Regions from separate parts of the Mus musculus genome. Here region 2 is linked to region 1. The links are chromatin contacts, called in public HiCAR-type maps. All regions are on one chromosome and are shown on one strand. The core of a region is the stretch at or near the end of the contact, and the rest is flanking DNA. Distances in the headings are between cores, read along the strand shown. Region 1 overlaps Platr22 (pluripotency associated transcript 22). Region 2 overlaps Gm4258 (a long non-coding RNA gene).

The links. HiCAR-type assays count read pairs that join an accessible place to other places.
Region 2: a HiCAR-type map of astrocytes shows a contact between it and region 1, with 2.9 times the contacts expected there. The contact joins two enhancer-like sites. A contact is called at or near these places in 1 of 39 promoter capture datasets (cranial neural crest) and 2 of 115 datasets of contacts at active chromatin or transcription factors (astrocytes and large pre-B cells).

What each region holds. Positions count from the first base shown.
Region 1 is chr1:136,725,158-136,731,197 of GRCm38.p6, forward strand. It overlaps Platr22 (pluripotency associated transcript 22), which reads left to right. Exons shown (of 5, transcript NR_037986.1): 5 at 1-571. Among named protein-coding and RNA genes, the nearest start is that of Platr22, 32 kb to the left of the region's middle. Within about 2 kb of position 3,339, at least 12 of the 459 cell types and tissues checked have an H3K27ac peak or open chromatin away from gene starts, as enhancers often do. A contact at or near this core is called in astrocytes, where this site is marked.
Region 2 is chr1:137,925,792-137,931,994 of GRCm38.p6, forward strand. It overlaps Gm4258 (a long non-coding RNA gene), which reads left to right. Exons shown (of 3, transcript XR_003948014.1): 2 at 1-6,203. Among named protein-coding and RNA genes, the nearest start is that of Gm4258, 30 kb to the left of the region's middle. Within about 2 kb of position 2,275, at least 141 of the 459 cell types and tissues checked have an H3K27ac peak or open chromatin away from gene starts, as enhancers often do. A contact at or near this core is called in astrocytes, where this site is marked.

The DNA.
Region 1 (6,040 bases), core at 2,089-4,588:
CTGTCACTCACACCATAGAGGAAGAAACCAGGAGGGCTATTTTGGGCAGTTCTAAGATGCTCCAAGGACTGAGTAAGTCTCTCTTCTAGACAAGACATGGGGGAAAAAATAGCTTCTTGGGGGGATGCAAGAGTGAAAGTCTCCAGATTTGGAGATCACTGGAGAACATTCAAACCATCTCAGCAGCTGGCTCCTGTGGTCAGTGCTTGCCTAGTGCTTAAGGAAGAGCTTGGGTTTCATCCCCGGCACTAGAGAAGACAGTGTCAGAGACGATGATGGCTCTGTGTAACCTACACTGTGTAAACAGAGAAGGCATTTCTACAAGCTAAACAAACCATGAAACCACGAATCCTCACACCCTCGTTACTATCTCATGGTGATCCAAGATCCAGAGCCTGTCAGAAGCAGATGGAGACACAACCCAGAACACCCACAAGCCATTCCCATCCAATTTACCCCAGAAATGCAACTCTCTCTGACTGTGGGACAAGGTTAAAGGGTTTTGTTTTGTTTTTCTTTTTTTCTTTCAGTAGTTAACCACCAGATTTGAACCAAAAAACATTTAGTGTTTAAAAAAAAAAAGAAGAAGAAAGAAAGAAAGAAAGAAAAAAGAAAATAATTTCCAAGAATAATCTTGTATTTAAATTATTGTCCCAGGATGTATGATTTATTTGTACTGATTTTTCTCCCTACAGCACAAAACAATGAGGTTGCTTTGCTTGGGTATACCGAGGGACTTTGGGCTGTCCATATTTGTCTACAAAAATCTATTGTGGGAATCGGAGAGACAGCTCAGTGGTTAAGAGAACTCGCTGTCCCTGCAACCACACAGCACCTGACAACTGGCCATAACTCTAGTTCTAAGGATACAATGTCCTCTCAGACTTCGGAGAGCACCAGGCATGCATGTGGTGCATAGACACACATGTGAGGAAAACGTTCATAGACATAAACTAAAGAAATCTTTCTAAAAAAGGTTTTATTTAAAATATGTATGTTGTGTTATTTTCATTCGTTTTTCTGGAGACAGGTCCAGGCCTTTGCAATATCCCCTAAGTGGTCTGTGAGCTCCCTTCCCCAGCATCTATGGAACATTTATGGACCAGAATATAAATAGGTTATGAATACAAATAGAGCCCTTTCTTCCCTTGCTGTGTATTTCCTCATATGGCCAACAGGTGGCAGCATAGACATCAACCGTCATCTCCCAGCCCCCATGCCCCCCATCTTCTGGACCTCAAATAAATTTGAGGAGTGAAATGTAATTTTTAGATCCCATTAGCAACCTAGCTTTGGCTTGCATAGATTGTGGACAAAGTATCTTATCAAACTGCCCTCAAAATCTCTGTGGAAGAATAAAGAGAGATTAAATAGCAGTCACAAATATGGAGCGACAGTATTTGATACGCTTTGTTAGTGAGAGAAAAAAAAAATACTCAGTTGCTTGAACCAAAGGTCCGCACAGACTGTAAAATCTTACAGACTCTCCCAAGCTGCGGTGAGTGCTTTACTCCCGAGCATCACAGTTTCAAACAGCATCTGTAATGAATGGCTTTAAGTACTTTTTCATTCACAAAAGCAAAACCATTTCTTGGAACCAACAGCGGAAAGACCTCTTTCACGTCTTCGGCTCCCCAGAGGGCTGTGTAGAACAGAAAAAAAGGGAAGCTGTCCTGCACTTGTGCCCCTGAGGGCTTTTAATTTTGATTATTAAGTATCACTTTCTGTATTACTTTTTATTTTTGTGAACTCTCGAGAACCCTGGAGGGGTTCCACCAATGGAGGGAGACATCCACCAATGTCTGTTATGAATTCTTTTATTTTTATTTTATGTGTTTTGTCTGCATGTATGTCTCTGTCAGGGTGTCAGATCTTGGAGTTATAGACAGTTGTGAGCTGCCATGTAGGTGCTGGGAATTAAACCCTGGGTCTTTAGACTCCTAACTGCTGAGCCATCTCTCCAGCTCCTATGAATTCATAACAATGTGTACATTAGCATTTTTTTTATCTTTAAGTTAGTTTAAATGTCAATATTTTAGGCAGAAGATTCTGGGTCCCTCCTTCCTCCAGGGTTTCTTTGTGTAGCCCTGGCTGTTTTGGAACTTGTTCTGTAGAGCAGGCTGATCTCAACTCTCACGCATCTGCCTGCCTCTGCCTCTCAGAGTGCTGGGATTAAAGGTATATGCCCCTACTGTCTAGCATTTCTGGGTCTTTTAAAAAAAGATTTATTTATTATTATAATCTAAGTATACTATAGCTGTCTTCCGGTGTACTAGGAGAGGGTGTCAGATCCCATTACAGTTGGTTGTGAACCACCATGTGGTTGATGGAACTTGAACTCAGGACCTTCAGAAGAGCAGTCAGTGCTCTTAACCGCCAAGCCATCTTTCTCCAGCCCCTGTTTCTGGGTCTTAATGTGGCTGATGACAATGATGTAGCTCAGGATTAACTTAATTGCTTACTGATATATGCCGTGTGCTACCTGTGATTCTTAGCTATGGAATTAAGCTTTCACTGAAGTCCAAAACAAGTCTGAGGTCAAGTGTCAATGGGACCAGGGCTTGGTGGGCTTGGTGAGGCCCATTGTGCCTATTGCTTCTTTTCCTTGAAAAGTTGCCATAAATTTCTGTTATTAGGGAGCATGGAACAAATAGATGGACCTTCAGTGTCGCCAGCTGTCCTGTAGGGAGAAGATGATAGATAGAGAGGGCCTGGTGACAGTTGACAAATATCAACAGAAGGGATGCAAATGTCTCGGGGAGAATAGAATTTGGAAACTGTTTGCCTGCCTGCTTGGGTTCATTTTTCACAGTCCAGTTCAAACTGTGAGGCTCCCTTGAAATGTAAAATAGCCTCGGGGCAGAACCCTGGAGCCAGGAATTTGCATCTGAGTTCAGCTTCTTTCAGATAATAATTACTGTTAGAAGGACCTCTGTGGGTCAATCCGCCACCAATCAATTAGTATTTATGGAAATGTGTTTTCTGTCTAGTCTTCCATTAAATGTTGTGAGCAACAGGAGACAAACTGAACCCTAATCCCCCTGTTGTATTCCTGTTGTCCTGCTGTGTGGGGCCTGGGTAGAGAGTGAGCGATGGGAGCCGGGTGGAGGCGGGAGTCAACACAATTGTTTAATGGTTATTTATTATATCAGTGCTGGGATTTGAACCTAGGGTCTCTGACTAGGCAAGTACTCTACCACTGAACTACATCTCCACAGTTCTCCCCCTGCCCCTTATATAAAATTTGAGACATCACTAAAATCTCCAGGCTAGCCTTGTACTTGGCAGTCCTCCTGTCAGCTTCCACCAGGCTTCCCTGGTTAGGTGTTTCAATGTGAGCCATTGTGGCTCAGGGACAAACTCTCTCTTAGACTTCTCTCCTCCCATTAGTCCCAGTGCCTGACACACCTGGAGTTGTTCCCGTTTATAAAATGTTTTTATAAAATGTTTTTATTGGATAACAGACCAGATGAGTTTCAGTTTGAAATTCCCTAAGCTGCTGTTTAGTTCTCAGGGGCGAGGTGTGTGTGTGTGTGTGTGTGTGTGTGTGTGTGTGTGTGTGTGTGTGTATTTTCCTGTTAACTGTGACCCAGAAGGCTGATGGGTCTGGACCAGGGTGGGTGGCCTTTTCTCCTGACCACTTCATCTGTCTATACCTTGGGGACTGTTTTAAAAGCTCCAGGTGTGGGGGAAAGGAGCGACGGACTCAACCAAAATGGAGTGCAGCACACTTTGATTTAATTTCTCCATAAAGGAAAAGGGCTCCTTTTCGGAACTTTTCTTATGCGAGATTCTGACATGTTGGCCCCATGTACTGTTACTTAGGGCAAAAAGGTAAAAACGAAACAAAAGCAACCCTCCCCCAACCTCAGCCACCCACGGATTTATAAAATTCACAAATAGCACTAAGGTTAGTGTATTTTCAGGTGTGGTACAGGTCTGTAATCTTAGCGGAGGCAGGTGAATTGTCTCTGAGCTTGAGGTCAGTCTGGGCTACACAGTCAATTCTAGAATAGCCTTGTCCATCAACTTCTTTGAAATTTTATTTATTCTGCATTTTGTTATTGTGGATTGTTTTAAAGATTTATATATTTATTTTATGTAGTATTTTATGTACTACGCCTTAGAAGAAGGCATCAGATCTCATTACAGATGGTTGTGAGTGTTCAGCAGTGGTGGCGCATGCCTTTAACCCCAGCACTTGAGAGGCAGAGGCAGACAGATTTCTGAGTTTGAGGCCAGCCTGGTCTACAGAGTGAGTTCCAGGACAGCCAGGGCTACACAGAGAAACCCTGTCTCGAAGGAAAAAAAAAAAAAAAGATGGTTGTGAGCCACCATGTGGTTGCTGGGAATTGAACTCAGGAAGAACAGTCAGTGCCCTTAACCGCTGAGCCATCTCACCAGCCCTGTGGATTGTTTTAAAAATTATGTAGGCTCTCATATAGCCCAGGCTGGGCTTGAGTTTATCTAGCAGCTGAAGATGGCCTTGAACTTCTGACCCTCCCATCTTCATCTCCCAAGCAGGGATTACAGACATGAACCACTGCTCTGGGTTTATGCAGAGCCTGGGATCCCCACCCCCACCCACCCCCTGGTCTCAGTGCCAGGCAGGCATGCCACCCATTGAGCCCCAGCCCATCCCTCAGAATGCTTCTTGACAAAACGCATATGACATTTGAAGCCCAGAAGGAGAATGTGCGAGGACTCTCAAATGCCCTGTAGGACTTAGGAAAAACTCAAGAAATGAATATGAATTCATTTATGCTGAAAATAACCACCACAAAGGAAGACAAACTGAACAGGAAACTGGAAAGGGGCTTGAAGGTGAGTTAAGGTATGATGTATCATTTTGGAATTGTAAAAAATGAATTTATTTATATGTTTCTATTGCTGTAGGGTCTCATGTAAGGGAGGCTGGCCTTGAACCTTGATCTTCCTGCCGCTGCCTCTCAAGAGTGACTGCCATCATACTTGATACATTTATTATTTTTGAATGTGCGTGTAATTTTACACCTATTTAGTTATTGAGAGAAATAATGTGTGTGTACATTTTCATGTGTGCGCTGAAAATAATCCTTCCAATTTTCACAAACACACACACACATACAAAGAGGCACAAGCACCATACAGCCAGTGTTGGCTCCTTGGAAATGAAAGTTCACCTGACTTGGCAGCAAGAGCCCTTAGTGCCTGTAATGTTCTCCATCCCACATTTATTTTATTTTATTTTTTTTATGTCACCCAAAAGTAACTAAGACCAAAAAAAAAAAAAAAAGGCAGCAGCAAGGTTTTAGGTAGTGAATGAACACATTGTTGGAAACAAGTTTTACAGAATTTTAACAGTGTGCTCAGGGCAACAGGTGTGAAATTATACAGGCACATCTCTGAGAATACATATTTTGGGCCCCACTTGAAATATGCGTCTTATTAAGATTCATGTTCTGCAATGTCTAAAACAGGCTGGATACAGCTCAGGCCCTTTATGTATAATTTAAGAATGGAAACCATAACAACAGTATGTGGGTAGGACGAATTTATTTTCTGAATGGACGAATTAGGTCATCGCCAGGCAGTTTTATCTGATGGGATTCCCTCCCTGTAGGTATCCAGGCAGGGAGCAACCACTCTGGCTGCCTTGGCAGAGAGGGTTGAGATGCTCAGCTGGATCGCCCGGGAAGGATGTGGTGAAAGTTGCCAGCGTTATTTTCAGAGGTGTTGCTGGCTGTACCGTTCCTCTGGTGTCTGCAAGACGGGTGGCAGCCTCTCTTTAGCATGCCCCACCTGTGGCCCCAGCTGTGGCAATGGGAAGCTAGTAAGCTTCCCTAAGATCAACAACAAAACCCACGAGCCTTGATTCTCAAAGAGCGGGTTAATTGCGTCAAGTACATGCGGTGTCACTTTGGGCTACAGAAGTGAGGTCTGACTTATCTAGGGCATCAGGCTAGACCCTAGGTGCTAGGGATGAGCATGGATCCTCTCAGCAAGATCACTTGAAACAGGGAGGGTTCACTTGGTGGGTTTCCAGAAGATAGGGGACCAA
Region 2 (6,203 bases), core at 1,025-3,524, 1.2 Mb after region 1:
TTATCCATATGCACGTACACACGCGAGCACGTGTGCATGCCTGTGCACAAGCATGTGTGTGCACACACAAACACACTAATATTTAGGCCTATTTAATGTTTAGTGCAACTTCTCTGCTTTAACTCTATAGGTGCTGACGGGTTGGCTAAGATGGCAAGGTTTACAAGTCCAGGGTCATCTATGAGTCTGTGCATCCCAGAAGCCCTGCCATGCAGAGCATTGTTTAGCCTCGTCTTTCTGGAACTAAGGCCTGGTCTGATGTCTGCAGCTCCCTGGTACCGTGGAGCTGTGTCTGCTCTGATAGCATGGGTAGCATGCATTCTCACTTACACTGCATGGACCTAATAAATGAAACTGACCCTCACCTTGGTTAGCTTTCCTTCTTTTTCTCCCCATCTTACAGAAGTAAGGATGCACTTTTAGTTGGGCTGTGTCTTATGTTTAACCTTTGCAGGGCAATCGCCTTTCTCTTACAGGCCTTTGTTCCCCTTCAGAGAGGAAATGATTCACTCTAAAAATTCAATATAAATAAAGCAGCTAATTCTGCTTTTGAAACTTCAAACTTTGAGATCGAATTCAACATTTCTGAAAAAAAAAAAGAAAAAAAAAAAAAGAAAGAAAGAAAACAAAACCCCAAAACCCAGGGACACAATATATCACTTCAGTTTGCTGCTTTCAAGGTCAGCGCTGGGATCAGACAGTCCCCATTTTTTGATACAATTAGAAGATAAAGACCTGTCAGTTCTCAGAGAGCTTAGCCCAGAGCTCTGTGCAGAAGTGGGTCAATCGCCCTGCCCTGTTATCTGTCTAATTAATGATGCATTTAGTTTGAGACTCACAAATCTACTCATCGACTTCTCCAAACACCTTAAATGTACACAAATTCCCTTACTAGGTCTTACCATCTCCCATAGGATACAGTAGAAATGGGCCTAAACATATTAAAATAATATTTTTATAATACATTGTCTTCCTTCATAATTACTTGCCATTTTTCTACTAACTATGTCAGTTGTCTGAGATCCCTTGCAGACCTTAGACTATGGAAGAAATGGCTGCACTCTCCCTAGCACATGTCCTAGACAGTCAGGAATGGAAAATGAGTACTCATTTACTCCCAAGGATTATGGCAACACACATCTCCTAAGTCTTTCTGGCCTGAACCACTTGGATACCACAACATAATCCTTGGGAGTAAATGAACGAGGTGCGTTTGGGTCTTTCCTTGCTTTCGTTTATGTTACCGTTTGGATTCACTTGTACACAAGAATCTGTTTACCAGTTTCCTGTTATTAATTATGGGAAATGGACTTCCTTAAAATGTTAGGGACACTCTTATACCTCACGTTCAAACACTTCCGGCAAGATACTGACAATCCCCTTAAGTTCCACAAAGCCATATGCTCATTTGAAATACATTGTTTCTTCTCCTACCCCTCAACTTATCTCTCCCTGAAATGAAAAGACAGAGAGTAGCATGCCTCTACCCAGTTATGAGGACACCGAGGTGTGAATCCCGAATTCTAGTCACAAAACTGAGTTGCAAAATTCAAATAAAATAGTAAAGTGCTAAGGACCACAATGTATTCTAATGTAAATCTACAAACGGGGAAAATATTGATTTGCTGCTTGATGTATTATTACTAAGCTTTTCTTCTGCTCAATCCAAGTTAGTATATACTCTGTCTTGTCTCTGTTTCTCTCAGTCTCCCTGTGTCTCTGTCTTTGTCTCTCTCTTCTCCCTCCCCTCCCTCTCTTCCCTCTCCATTTTCTCTAAAGTATAAGCAAATGTATTTGCATACATTAAAATCATAAAGAACCCAAAACATCTGGAAATTTTAGAAGCAAAGCAAAATAGTCAGGGGAGAAACCCAGTTTTAAAATGCAGATGTTTAATTGTGCTGTCAGTTTTGTTACAAGGGCACAAGAGCAGAAATAACCAGAAGTCAATGGCAGAAAATTAAAATACTTTCAGGAGCGCTTGCCAAGGTAAAAGCAGTGAAATTGGTAACACAATATGGACACGGCCTTTCTAGACTGAGATCTGGAAATGTTACCATGTGCAATTTCATAAATTAGCTATTTCAAATGAAAATCCTTTTCATTAAAGGACACAATAAAAGTTTTTCATACTCTCTCTTCCCTTTGGTCATCAACATCAGGCAGTTATTTGGGGTTTGTCTTTCATCAATGACAAGCTCTTTCCCCCACCCTTCGGGCCCCGTTTCTAAGACTCTGATAGTGCTGAGTGGCCAGAAATTACAGATGCAGGACAGCTGACAAATGACTGCCAGGCCCCTCCCCCAGGGCCTTGGCAGTCACAGCTCCTGCCGGAACACGCCTGAGCACAGCGAGCCTTCCAGACAAAGACACAAAGATTCCATTTTCTCAAGGAAAAATAGATTTCATGTGTAAAACACTGGTGAGAAAAACTCAAAGCTGACACACATGTGCGGTCTCCACGAGGCGAGGCTGAATCGCTCCGAAGACTCAAATTTCACTTGATTGCATCAAAGCCTAACAAATATTATTTAACCGAAGAGTATTTCAGGCAGGCTGTAAAAGGGGGAAAAAAAAAAAAGAAAAAAGACAGGCAACGGTAAGATATTTTATTTGTTGAAGCGCGTGATTAAGAAGGCAAAAGAATCCCGAGCTTAGTAGAGATGTTGATCCTAGAGTAAGAATTCATACTTGCTCACATCTTGGAGTCTACAAAGTAAGAAGAATTCTTTTTTTAAAAAATTAAAACCTTATTCAATCAAAGGGTTTAGCAAGATAGTATTAAATTCCTACGAGTATGTTTCTAGTGAAAAGAACCTCCTCACAGCAGCCCCCAGGATATCATTACTGGAGAGGCAGCGAGTACTTTATTACACATGAAACCTTGGCGACTGTCTCAGCCTTCCCAAGCATGCAGGTTTCATCTCGTGGGCCCAGAGCCCTGGCTTCCACAGCGAAGGCCATCTGCTTGGCCTCCCCGTCATGCCAGGCAATGTGTAGGTGCAAAGGCCAGGGCTGGGAGACAAAGAAAGGCTGTCTACTGAGAAAGAGTGTGCTTTTCTTCCTGTCTGCCTGGACACCCATCCCCACTACTCAGATGAGTTCAGTGTTTGCAGAAAACTTAGTTTAATATACTTGAGAAAGTGAGCCCTTAACAGGTTAAAATATAATTAATCGTAGCTGTCAGGGGTAATAGACCAAGAAATTGCACTGGGAATCTTTTTTTTTAAATTATATAACAAATTTAAAAACAAATAAACACAGTTTGTACTTTCCTGTACCTTTTACAAGATCCTGCAATTCTTAAATTTCTTTAGCTTCTGGAAATGTCAGGGTAAGAAAGAAAGAGGGAAAGAGGGAGGGGAGGGGGAGGGGAGGGAGGCTGAGAGGCATTACAAAACACTTGAGAATTCAAAAAGAAGTATCATGAAGGATAATGAGGCTATTAGGTAATCGCATAACTATTTTATCTAAACTCTATTCACACACACACACATTTTAGGGCTAGCTATTATGATCAACAGGGAAGGACATTAGCATCTTAAAGATATTGCTAATATTAGTCATCAAAATTCATACTTCATATTTGGTGTTAAAGTGACCCCCACCTAAAGGGGACTGAAAACATCAGTACACTTGTGGAAAACAAACACCAGCTTGGCTGGAAGCATAACTTTTATTCTCAATTAAACCACGTCGCAATCTGCCTTTGATGTCATCTCAGTCCTCCTGCCTAGAACATGAAGAATTCTACAAGTTGCAGCTCACCTTTGGAGATCAATATCTGGAGGAAACCTCCCTCTCTAAATGCAGATGTATGTGCTGAGGGGAAAGGATGTGAGATATTTATTGCCTTACAAACTTTAGCGCACACTATGCTAAGAGGGTCTATGTCTCTTGCTTGTTCACTGGCATAAAGCAGTCCAGGGCTCTGCACTGGGGCTACTGCAGTAGCTATGGGTGTGTGTTCTTCTCATAATATCTCAACATTCTGTATCTTGAAGTGCAAGACTCGGCTTTAAAATTTTTTAAAGTATACACACCATGCTTACTCAGCCCTGTTGATTTTCTCTATCCGACCTTGACCACTGCTCTACTAACTGTAATGGAATCCTTAGTGACACAGGCTGAAGGAGACTGGCATGATGGGAAACTTTCAACTAGAAAACAGGCCTCTTCAGCTTCTCCCCACGCCAGGGGAGCCTCTGCCAGGAGGACAAGTCAAGTGGTTTATACCCTGAGTCATACTGCTTGCCAACAGGGTCATTCTCTCTCTTGAGCTGGATCCTCAGAGACCTCCCAGAGCTCAGATCCAAAAGACACTGAAAGCAGACTATCCAGGAAAAGGACAGGCTATGAGGTTTAAAAAAGATAGCGTTGAAGAAAAACAGCCATAGCCACAGTCTTTGGGAATAAAAATAAGAGAAATACATTTAAAGAAAAAATACACAATAATCAACCTAAGAAAAATCAATAATCAGCAACAAGAAACAATGTTTTGGGGGGAGTGAGGCATTATTTATTTCTTTTTCCTTTTTTTTTCCTAGTTTGCTAGACTTCTCTAATTCAATATTGATAGGAAACACTTTTACATTCAAATCACATTACTGAATCACAATATTTCTTCCCTGAGAACTCAACATTTCAACAATGATCACAGGCTGTGAGAACTGTATAAAATAGCACGATGCCACTAGTAAGGTTGACTCTTCAAAGAAATGAGATAATAAAACGCTAAACTATATATTTAAGATATTTTAGAGTACAAGTAAATTTCATTGATAATTGAAGCATTTAAAAATATTTTAGATGCTTTTTTGGATGGAAATACACAAGGTTAGTTTTCTGTGGAAAAGGAATATTCATAGTTAAATCATAGTCTGGAGGTAGCTAAAATTATTAGCTTACCTTTAACAAGGACTCTTGTAATTGAAAAGGTGTGTTTATGAAAGTTGGCAACTTCTGGGCTGCTAAAATTAATCATAAGCTAGCAAAGTGTAGGAGGGTCCAAGTGAGCAGTCCTTATGGGCTGTTGGAGAGGAAGCCATCCCTGTGAAAGGTAAGAAAGAGCTTTGGATAGTTTGCCTGAGTTCAAGAGAGGGTCTTTTTGTTGTTTTGCATAGGCTCTGGAGTCAAGGAAAAAAAAAATCCCATGAAGGAGAATGAAGGCAGCTCCATCTACATGTTCAATGGCAATCCAGTAGGAACCACAGCTACGTACGTGCATGTCCCTGAGGAACTTAAAGAGGTTGGTTCGCTATACCCTAAAATTAGGGTGTGATTAAGGTTCACCATTTCTTTGAGATCCCTGGAAACACTTTGTTCTCTGCCTGTCAGACTTTCCTCTCTGCCCAGTGTCTCCATGTACACACACTCCAGCATTTCTCTCTCTCTCTCTCTCTCTCTCTCTCTCTCTCTCTCTCTCTCTCTCTCTCTCTCTCTCTCCTCTCTCTCTTTCCTCTTTCTCTCCTCCTTCTCTCTCCTCTCTTTCTCCTCCCTCTCTCTCCTCTCTCTTTCTCCTTTCTCCTCTCTTCTCTCTCTCACCCCCTTTCTCTTTTTATTACCTACATTTTTCCTCCTCCCCTTTCTTGATCTCCTTAGCAGATGTCTTTTATAATTTATGTTGTTTACTATCCTTTCATTAAAGCTAAGCTGCTTCTTAGGCAGCCAGAACACCTAAGTACACACTAGAGGAGAGTGATACACAGGTGCCACTCCACAGTCTCATCAGGGCACTTCTAATAAGCATCTTGGTACCACCGAATGCAAAGCTGCATTCAAATAACAGCTTTCATCTTCAGTCTTTGTAAATATAAAAGTAACCCTTGAAGCCCTTTGAAGGACCCAACCAAACATCATACACAAGAAAATAGATCAGCAAGGCTTTGAATGACGTGTTTGTGTAAAATCTGTAAGGCATCTCACTGTCTCTATCAAGCAAGACATCTAGGTAAATGGTGGCGTTTAATACGACACATGGCAATCTCAGTTATGAGGGTCACGATTATGTGTTCTCTGTGCTGTTTTGTGTTCCCACCAGGGTGTTTTTCTTTTCTTTCTTTTTTCCTCCCATCAAAAATTCAAGACTCTTTACAATTCTCTGTGTATAAAATGTACACACAACGCTACAGTAGTTTTTGCTATGTGTTGTTTGTTTGTTTTTAGTATAACCACCCTGACACTCTGAGTCAACCCCCCCCCAC